Regions from separate parts of the Zea mays genome. Here all the other regions are linked to region 2. Evidence: chromatin contacts called from public Hi-C data. All regions are on one chromosome and are shown on one strand. Each heading gives the region's core, a stretch centred on a gene start, on an enhancer-like site or on the middle of the called end of the contact. The rest is flanking DNA. Distances are from core to core; before and after follow the strand shown. Region 1 holds the start of LOC100381541. Region 2 holds the start of LOC100280077 (Peroxidase 59). Region 3 holds the start of LOC100216898 (Protein NRT1/ PTR FAMILY 8.3).

The links. A called contact is a pair of places that touch in the nucleus more often than the background predicts.
Region 1: a Hi-C map of leaf shows a contact between it and region 2, with 4 times the contacts expected there. The contact joins the promoter of LOC100381541 here to the promoter of LOC100280077 in region 2. A contact is called at or near these places in 2 of 25 Hi-C or Micro-C datasets (bundle sheath and leaf).
Region 3: a Hi-C map of leaf shows a contact between it and region 2, with 5 times the contacts expected there. The contact joins the promoter of LOC100216898 here to the promoter of LOC100280077 in region 2. A contact is called at or near these places in 2 of 25 Hi-C or Micro-C datasets (ear and leaf).

Annotation. Positions count from the first base shown.
Region 1 is chr1:31,047,349-31,050,609 of Zm-B73-REFERENCE-NAM-5.0, forward strand. It overlaps LOC100381541, which reads right to left and starts at 1,616. Exons shown (of 7, transcript NM_001174369.1): 1 at 1,267-1,616. The coding sequence starts at 1,459.
Region 2 is chr1:31,248,816-31,251,787 of Zm-B73-REFERENCE-NAM-5.0, forward strand. LOC100280077 (Peroxidase 59) reads right to left here and starts at 1,553. Exons shown (of 4, transcript NM_001153017.1): 1 at 1,280-1,553; 2 at 918-1,100; 3 at 636-801; 4 at 1-497. The coding sequence starts at 1,516. The coding sequence ends at 79.
Region 3 is chr1:31,441,041-31,444,379 of Zm-B73-REFERENCE-NAM-5.0, forward strand. LOC100216898 (Protein NRT1/ PTR FAMILY 8.3) reads right to left here and starts at 1,760. Exons shown (of 5, transcript NM_001143285.1): 1 at 1,504-1,760; 2 at 802-882; 3 at 1-56.

The sequences.
Region 1 (3,261 bases), core at 366-2,865, 200 kb before region 2:
ACATATTTCAAATATTTTCTCCGTCCCCAAAAAGTTGGCATTGTCTAGATTCATAGCTAATGTGTCAACTATTTTAGGACAGATGCAGTAAATAACAAGAACGGTATTGAGGCAATTAAGTTGGTATATACTAGCAAGGCTAAGATAAAAGAAATCTCAGTTATTTAAACAAATATCGAGTAAGGAAAACCTAAGGATCAAAAAATAAGACCAAAATTGCAAAAAAAAAAAGTCTTGTGTATGATTGAAACCTGTTTTCTCTATGAGCGCAGAATTCTATTTCATTCAGGAGAAGGAAAAAAATCTGCTATCCTTCAAGATATTCAGTAAAAGGGTGGCGAATAATAGGCACTAGCCACTAGGCAGATCCAGAACGTCGTACTCCATATAGATACTGCAATTAGAAACAGGCTGGTACTGTATAATATCCATGTTTCAATCCTACATAATACTAAGTATTCCAACTTCAGTCAAAGATCCAAAAGATAATACAGAGATCAAAGCTGTGGAGTGAGTGCAGACTGCAGAGCTGCAGGCCCCAGAAAAAAGAGGAAAATAATGAACCATATGCAATCACGGACGCACAGTTAAAAAAATTACTTTAGTTTCAGGGAGAGAAAGGTGCCCCAGGGCCAGGAGGCCAGGAGGCCAGGACACTGCCTGCTACGTGGTATCTGTAAAACTCGTTTGCATGCCTGCTGTAGAACATAAGAAAGTAACAACGTTATCTTTCGGGATTTGGACAAAAACAAACACCATGTTCCATAGCTTCACGGTTGGATGTACAGAGAATCCAACAAACCACCTAGAAGGCCAGAGCCATGACCAGAGAACAAAGTCACAAACACGCCGAAAAGGTAATTCCTCCACCAAATATGTAGAGAATATAAGCTATCTATTTTACAAAGAAACATGCACACAAGAAGCACCAAGTGATAGTGAAGTCACGAGCTGTTCAATCATAAAAGTAAGGGAAATCCTAGGAACCCAGAAAAGTCTGCGGAGGATCAAGAATAAGTGTCCGGGTCATCCACAGAAGCATCGAATAATCTACGACAACTCCAGAATCTAGGTTCAAAAGCACATCAATCATATCACCAGGATAGTCTGTAGATAAAGTGCCCGATAGTAACGCCAGCTTTGATGCACAATTACCAGATTAAGAAAATGAAACGCCTATAAAGATTGTAGGGACAGAGTGAACCAACCAACGGCAAAGGAAAACAACCCAAGAATGCGGCGAGTGGCTGGGATCACGGGTTGAACCTTCGAGGAGGCCCTTGGAGCGGGAGAAGTCGACGTGCGACGGGCGCTCGGGGTCGACGGCGTCGAGCACCTTCTTGGGCAACCGCGACACGAACTCCCCGCGCATGGACGCGACGGAGTTGCGCCGCCGCCCAGGCCCGGCCAGGAGCGGCGCCCGCGCGTCGTCATTCTCCCCGCACCCGTTCGCGTCCATCCCTCGCGCCCCCTACGCTCTGCTCGACTGCTCCTCCCTCGGTCGCCGCCTCGCCTCGCCTCGCCTACCCCTCGCGATTCCGTCGCGGTCGTGTGTTCTCCTCCCCCGCCCGTCCGCGTCCGTCCTGCCGCCTAGCTCAAGTAGGGTGGGAAATGGCAAGGACGCCCCGTACCCGCGCGTTCTGCGCCGCGCGGTCGCGCTCGCGCCTGCCTATAAAACGTGGGCTGTGCCGGGACTGGGAGGCGTAACGCAAAACGGGCACGGGCGGGGTCGGCGCACGGCTCCTGCACCGCGAGATCGCGCGGCCGACGGCTCAGATCGTACTGCCAGAACCGTTGGCGCAACCGGTGTCTTCAGATTTGTTTACGCATATCTATACGTCGACATAAAATAAATTTAGTAACGTTATCGTTTATTTCTAGTGATATCTGCTCCCGCGTCCACGACTCCACGTCCACCGGAAAGGAATCATTCTTCTATTAAGCTCGCGTCCACCGGATTTCTTTTGATACGAATGTCTGATCTGACGAGACCACACGTACGCGTCCGATTGATGAGATTTCGTCTAAAATCCATGGCTACTAAAAGAAAAAAAATATTATATCAAAGACAAATCGCAAAGTTCAATTGTGTGGACGTCTTTTTCTTTTAGCCTAAGTGAGTTTTAGTTTCTGTGCATGTGCGTTTCTCTATTCGACACGATAATAGGTTTAAACCTTTCGTTTCATAAAAGATGGCTTGAACTTTCGCCAGGCATTGTCTTTTTGTACACTAGATTTAGTACAATGAGTTTGCGTTTCAATCTCAAAATAAATTAAAAAAATGTTAGCACGCTGCACGCAGCTAGCAGGATGGCACAACGCTAAGGGCCGAGGTCCAAGGTACATGTAGATCTATACGGTTCTTGGCTAAGAACCGAACCGGACGGCACAACGCTACCCTGAATATGTACAGACGAAATGGTAATCAGACTGGTCCACTGTTTCCATGTCCTGTTTCTCAAGAAGGAGGCGTATAGGAGCCCTTGTTGCCAGCTCTACAGACTGCAGACAGCAAACAAGTGCCCTGCTCTCACCTATGATTTTTTTTCAAGATGCGCACACTCCACGATCACAGAGACACATCCAAAAATTCGTCAAGCTATTGATCGTGTTCACTTGCTCGGGATCGTTTCTCTTACGATGCATGTTTGATGTGCATATTTCTCTGGAAAAATACAAAGTACGCTTTCAATTTCAGACTAGATCAACATAGTTAGCATCCAGTCCGTTCTAATAAATATAAGCAGGCAGTCCACACATGATGTTTTCAGCTTATAATGACTGGACGGTGTCAGTGTCACCTAGGGGAGGGAGGAAGATCCCGACAACAGCAAGCGTCATTGCCGTCTGCTACACGCCTTGTCCGATCGACCCGGACCGGGAGTTTCCCGGGCATTTCCACCGTCGTTGTCTGTAATTTATCGATATTGTTCGGCGCAGTTAAATTGAAAACGGCTGAGATTTGTCGAAAGCACAGAAGTTGAAAACGTAACATACCGTCCTTGTCTGAAATTTATCGATATTGTTCGGCGCTTGTCTTCTTCAGAACCGAGCCAGCAAGACTGCAAGAGCTCCATCTAAACCGATGAGAACCGTGCTAGAATAGAATGGCATTATTTAAAAAAAAATATGAAGGGAGCTAGTATTTGACTATTTGCCTCTTGTTCATCACACGATCCGTGCGTCTAGATAGTTTTCTCGCTTCCTTTTTATTATAATGCGTTGGTTAAGGTCAATCTAGGCAAGGTTTCATCGTCGAGC
Region 2 (2,972 bases), core at 303-2,802:
CGATCCCACTTTTTTTTGTTGATTGAGGTGCATGCATGGCAGTTCGACGACCTGCACGCGGGCTGTTCCATGCTCAGCTCAGTTGATGGCACGGCAGTTGCTGCGGATCTGGCCGGCGGAGCCGGTGAGCGGGAGGATGTTGCCCATCTTGAGCATGGACCTGCCGAAGTCGCAGAAGAAGCGCTCGCTGCTGGCGCTGTAGGCCTGGACGAGCGCCCTGGTGGTGGCCGCGCTGCCGTCGGTGCTGGAGAAGAGGCCCTGGTCGGAGGACAGGAGGCCCCTCTGGCCCAGCAGGTTCTGGTAGTAGTGGTTGTCGAACGCGTCGGCGGAGCCGTCGTCCAGCGCCGCCGTCTGGTTGCCGTCCCCGCCCCGGCACAGCGCCTGCAGGCTGGACGCCAGGGACGCGTTCAGCGTCGGGTCCACGGAGCTCGTCGCCGAGAAGTTGGCCAGCCGGCCGCTGAACAGCACGCACCGCGCTCGCCCGATCGTGTGGCCTCCTGCGTGCGTGTCCGTCCGTCCAGTTAGTTATGCAGTCACCATCATCGCTCTTACTGACGCCAGGTCAGTTCAGCTAGTAGGGACGGAGAGGGACGAAGTAGTGTTGTGCAGTGAAATTAAGATGCGTACTACGGTACCTGATAAAACGACCACGTCGGTTGTGTTGAGACCCACATCGCTGAACTTCTTTGTGATGGTGCTGATGGGATCGAACGGGCTAGGCAGGTTGCTGTTGGCGCCGGACTGGTTTGCCACCAGGCCGTCCCTCCTTCCCAGCAGCACGTCGTAGTCCGGCCCTCCGCTCTGCGTCAGTACAGTACAGTACAGGTTTTCTTTTTCAGCGCGACGGATCTATGGATGCATGGCCGGCCCCAAGCACCAAGTATCGTAGTACTGAAATCATGAGGGAAGGGACGCACCAGCAGCACTCCGTACTTTGCCGCGATGGCGAGGATGTCGGCGCAGGAGACGACCCCGGGACACGCCTTCTCGAGGTCGGCCTTGATGGCGTCGACGACATCGAAGCCGCGCGCCGAGTTCAGGTTCGGCCCCGCCAGCTTCTCGGTGTTGTTCCCGTCCAGCAGGATCGACCCGTCGCACCCCTGCGTGTACGTGCGTGCATGCAGCGAGCAAGTCCTTTTCAGCGACCAAATATTCGGTACACATATATACTTAGCTGGGAGTTAGCTAGGCTCAAGACTGGGAGCACTCGCGCTGTGTGCCCGCATGACTCTCAACAGAACAGAGCGCGTGTGCGTGGCGTCTTGATCATCGTACGTACGTTGACGAAGCAGTCGTGGAAATGGAGCCTGAGCAGGGAGGCGCCCATGCGGGGCTCGGCCTTCATCGCGGCGGACACGCGCGCCCTCACGATGTTCTCCGCCTGGGGGCAGCAGTCGTCGTAGAAGTCGTCCGTCAGCTGGCCCCGCGCCACCGTGGCGGCGCCGAGGCACAGCGCGACGGCGAGCAGGGCGAGGCAGCTCGCAGTGTCTCTGCAGGAGAATGATTTGCGCTCCATGTTTGTCTACCTCTGCACTGCAGTCCGCACAGCTACGTACGTGCTACTGTTGTGTTGATATACGAGCGCTGGCTCCACTGTTATATAAATATAAGAGGCGGTTTAGATCGAGCGAGTGTTGAGGAGTGAGTCAGTGTGCCAGTGACAACAATGTAGTTAGTGCTGTCGTTGGATAAGAGGTAGACTCGATGACGGGTAAGCGGGGCGGGCGGCTGGCTGGCTGAGTGATGCATGTGTCTGCGCGCGTGCGCGCGTTTTTCCTCCCTGAATGGATCACAGCCGGACGCACTGATCCATCGCCTCCAGTTTTTCTGCATGGCTTCAACTCGGGCACTGTGAACCTCATGCGTAGTGGAGCGGCCGGCGCCAGAAGCGGTAGTGGAGCTTCAACCAAGAGCAAGTGCCCGTACACTGGTGTATTTGCTAACGCACGTTTCGCCGTGGACGACCTTAGTGAGCGGTGACGGCGCGGCGGCGGTTGCGACGACGCAGTACACCATGCACGAAGCAATCAGCCAAGTGTGCACTCTGCAGTAGACGCGAGTGCCTTTTGCATCTTTTACAGTGTTCGGCCGTAGCCCATCACCGCAGCATGCATGGTTTTAAATTCTGGGCCTTTGAGGCCTGCGTGTCTTTTCATTGCTGTGCTTCACTGCTTCCTGAGTTAGTCGTGACGTCTTGAAACATCCTTGATCGTCGTCTCCGCTCTCCACTCCAGTTACCCAAATGGATCGGGCGACTATCGATTAGTGCACTGCGCACCATAAAACCTGCATGCATGTACCTCATACTTCTATCCATCGAGGCAGTTTTTGCAGCATCTCCCCAACTCCCCATCCAAGAGACGGCGAGTCGGCGACGTGCGCGCTGGAGCGAAGAACAAAGCACCACTGCACAATGAAGGATATAGCCCTATTTTACACATCTCAGCTTCACTATAGGGGCTGTTTTTTCCCTTGGAAACTAGCAAAACAGCGATGTTATCATCTTCATGTGAGAAAATTAGCAAAGCGCAAAAGTCGCGAATCACGCAATAATTTCGAGAAAAAACACGAGACATGGGTGCGTGTGGTATGTTCATAGCAGCCTATATGGGTTTTTGTTTTATCTCATGTGAAGGGTTATGTACACCCTCACATATGGAGTGATTGCAATGGTAGGTTGCATCAACTTTGGACCAGGTCCACTAGATATGCAACGCGTGTTCGGTTGTCTGGACGAGGTCCGTGGTTAATTAGGCTGAACCGATTCTCGAAACACCTACGAGCAAGGCCTAGTAGGCACGCGGATCTCTCCTCTCGAGCTAGGCTGATAGGGGTGTAATCGGATCGAATACAAACGGATATCACCGAAACTAGATTTGTTTTCATATTTTTATTCAGATTCAAATTCTAATACAGATAGCTTCGAATATGAATACAAATACGAATGTTCTCGGAAACAAATATGAATAATC
Region 3 (3,339 bases), core at 510-3,009, 190 kb after region 2:
AGTAACTAGGTTTTTTGCAATTCCGTAGTAGGCCAGCCTTTCACAACATTCATTCCCTGTCAGAAGACCAGCAACGCTGAAACTTGGCAAAACTTGTTTCTGTATTTATAAAGTGCAAGAATGCTTCAATTTACCATATATATCTGTAGTATGGGTTAGTCTTGAAACATGTTGCAGTTTGACTCTGACTGTTCTGGCTAATGGATTGAGATGAATTTTAACTTGCTATGGATTTAAACCGACTCAATATCAGCCAATCCACATGGATTAACGGTGAAATAAAGAAGGGAACGTATCTGGTGCAAACCAACCCCTCCGTGTAACCGTGCAAACTTTTAATCTGAATCACATGATGTTGACCCAAGTGGGGGAGGGGGGATTTGAAAAAGTGTGGTTAAGTGTAAAATTATCCACGCCCTGTGTTTCTTGGATCAACATCATGTGGCCCAGATTAGAAATTTGCACGGTTGCACAGAGGGGTTGGTTTGCACCAGATACGTTCCCAACAAAGAAGCCCTAAATGATTTTTTTTATTCTGTAGCACGATGCTTGCAAACTGCCAATAGAGAATCCTAGGTATGTGAAACTATCTAAGCACTCGTAAGAAGAGGTGAACATGTTAAAAGTTTACCTCCTCAGCACAACTGCTGATTGAATCACATATTACTCATTAACAATGGATAGTTGAGATTATTAATGTAATCATATATCAAACAGAAGGATGCTGTTGGTAACAGAATATGAGCATGCCAAATTATGCATCGTAAGTTTTCTGGTATATGCATCTGCCAAAAAAATTACCTAGGATGAAAAAGCATGCTTTCCAATTGCCTGTAGTGCCCTTTAACGCAGGGCGCCCTTTGACATCAACAGATCCATCACCTGTGTAAAGGCCAACATCCTGCTAAAAGATAACACTAGCACTTAGGCTTAAATTACCTAAATGGTTTACATATACTCATCTTCCATAACGCTGTAGCAGTGCTGCTGTTTTTATCATCCAAAAAAGTAAGAGGAAGAAAAAAAAAGGCACTTAAGTGCTTCACATCAATCTTCCCAACATGGACAAAAGCGTTAAGAATTAACGGTAGGTGTTCAACAAATCCCTATGGAAATAGATCTTCGCGTTTATTCTGGGCATTCCAATTTTCCACTCCACTTATCTGAACTCCGAATTTAGGAGAGCATCAAATAACAACAACATACAAAACATGGTATCACAATTTTTCTTGAGCAGAAAACATGGCATCAATTCATACACAGAAACTGAAGAACTCTGAACTGCCTTACAAGTTTTGACTTGGACTCGAGGGATGAATTCCTCAAGCAAGAATTTTCCCGGAAAGGAACACTAAAGACTAGTTTAGGAACCCCATTTTTCTATGGGATTTCTATTTTCCAAGGAAAATTAGTTCATTTTCTCTTGGTAAAATAGGAATACAGCTTCTAAACTAGTCTAAGAATCTCACAGACCGGCTACAGAGATTGTTAGGGGGACTTCACCTGTGGAAGTGGAAGGAGGAGAGCTTCTTGGTCCCCACCTCCACCCTCTTCTTGCAACAGCAGCCCTGCTGCCTCATCCATGGAGACAGAGGGCCTCCCCCAACCCCAAGTCCGGTCCACGGGATCAGCCGGAACGGATCAAGAAGCTGCGCGCTGGCATTTCACGTCACGACAGAGAAAAATAATTAGGTAGGAGGAGGGTCTTCAGACGGAATGGACCGCGGCAGTCAGTTCATACAGATTCGGAGATAATCTGCAATTGCCAGAGAAGTGTCCGATACCCACTCGCTCTACGCTCTGTAGTCTGTACCAAGAACAACTTTTGTTCCAGAAAAGAGTACACCTATCAATTACGTACCATTTTAATTGATTGATATTTGACCAAATCTTTAGTGGTTATATTTAGGAACATATTATATGTAATTAATTATGTGGGTGCAACCGCATAATTTTTAATCTGGTTATAATCAAAATACGACCATGACTATTCTTTTAGGTAGAATATAAAGTAGGTACTAGTTTTAAATGGAAGTGAGTAAATATAAAATATTGAAATGGAAATATGGTCAAATATTTTTCTAAGATAGTGTTTGGTTGAGGAGTCAAGTAGAACAGAGTCGTTCCATCCCTGATTCTAGGAACGGAGCCGCTCTGTTCTGTGTTTGGTAATCTGGAACGGAGCGGCTCTGTTTTTTGTTTGGTTGCAGAGTGAACGGAATGGAGTGTGACTGTGAGAGCGGGATGAGAACGGAGCGGCTCCGTCCGGTTGATTTTTTGGAACGGAATGGTTCCGGATCTGAGGAGAATATTCCCTAATTGGAGTCATTCCGTTCTAGTTACTTTGTAACCAAACAACAACAAAACTAGAACAGAATAGCTCTGTTCTACTTGACTCTTCAACCAAACACTACCTAAATGATTTTGGTGGTTGAATTGTCCAACATAAATAATTGGACTAACTAGTTTGCTCTAGATTATATGTTTTACAGGTGCCAAAGGTTCAACACAAACCAATAAAAAGATATGAAATAGGGTTCAAAAGAAAGGAGTAAAAGAAACCGAAGTGAACCCTGGTCTGGCGCACCGGACTGTCCGGTGTGCCACTGGACAGTGTCCGGTGCACCAGGGGAGATCAACTCCAACTTGTCACCTTCGGGTTTCTGAAAAAGCCACTCCGCTATAATTCACCGGACTGTCCGGTGTGCCAGCGGAGCAACGACTCCAGTGCAACGGTCGACTCTAACGGAAACCTGTAAAAGCACTACAGTACGCAGATAGTTCGCGCAGAGTCAGAGCAGCGCCAGAAGGCGCACCGGACAGTGAACAGTACCTATCCGGTGCGGCACCGGACTGTCCGGTGCGGCACCGGACTGTCCGGTGCCCCAGACTGTCTGGTGTGCCCATCAACAGCAGCCCAACCCCAACGGTTGGTTTGGTGGTTGGGGCTATAAATACCCCCAACCACCACCATTCAAGGCATCCAAGTTTTCAGTCATTTGCATTCAATACAAGAACTCTAGACTTCACTTCAAGACACAAACAAGAGATCAAATCCTCTCCAAAGTCCAAAACCACTCCAAACACTTAGTGACTTGTGAGAGAGAGATTTTCGTGTTCATTTGAATTCTTGTCGCTTGGATCACTTTTCTTCTTCCCCATTCTTGTTCTCAACATCTTTGTAATCAAAGCAAGAGACACCAAGTTGTGGTGGTCCTTGCGGGGTCTAAGTGACCCAAATGATTGAGGAGAAAAGCTCACTCGGTCTAGGTGACCGTTTGAGAGAGGGAAAGGGTTGAAAGAGACCCAGTCTTTGTGACCACCTCAACGGGGAGTAGG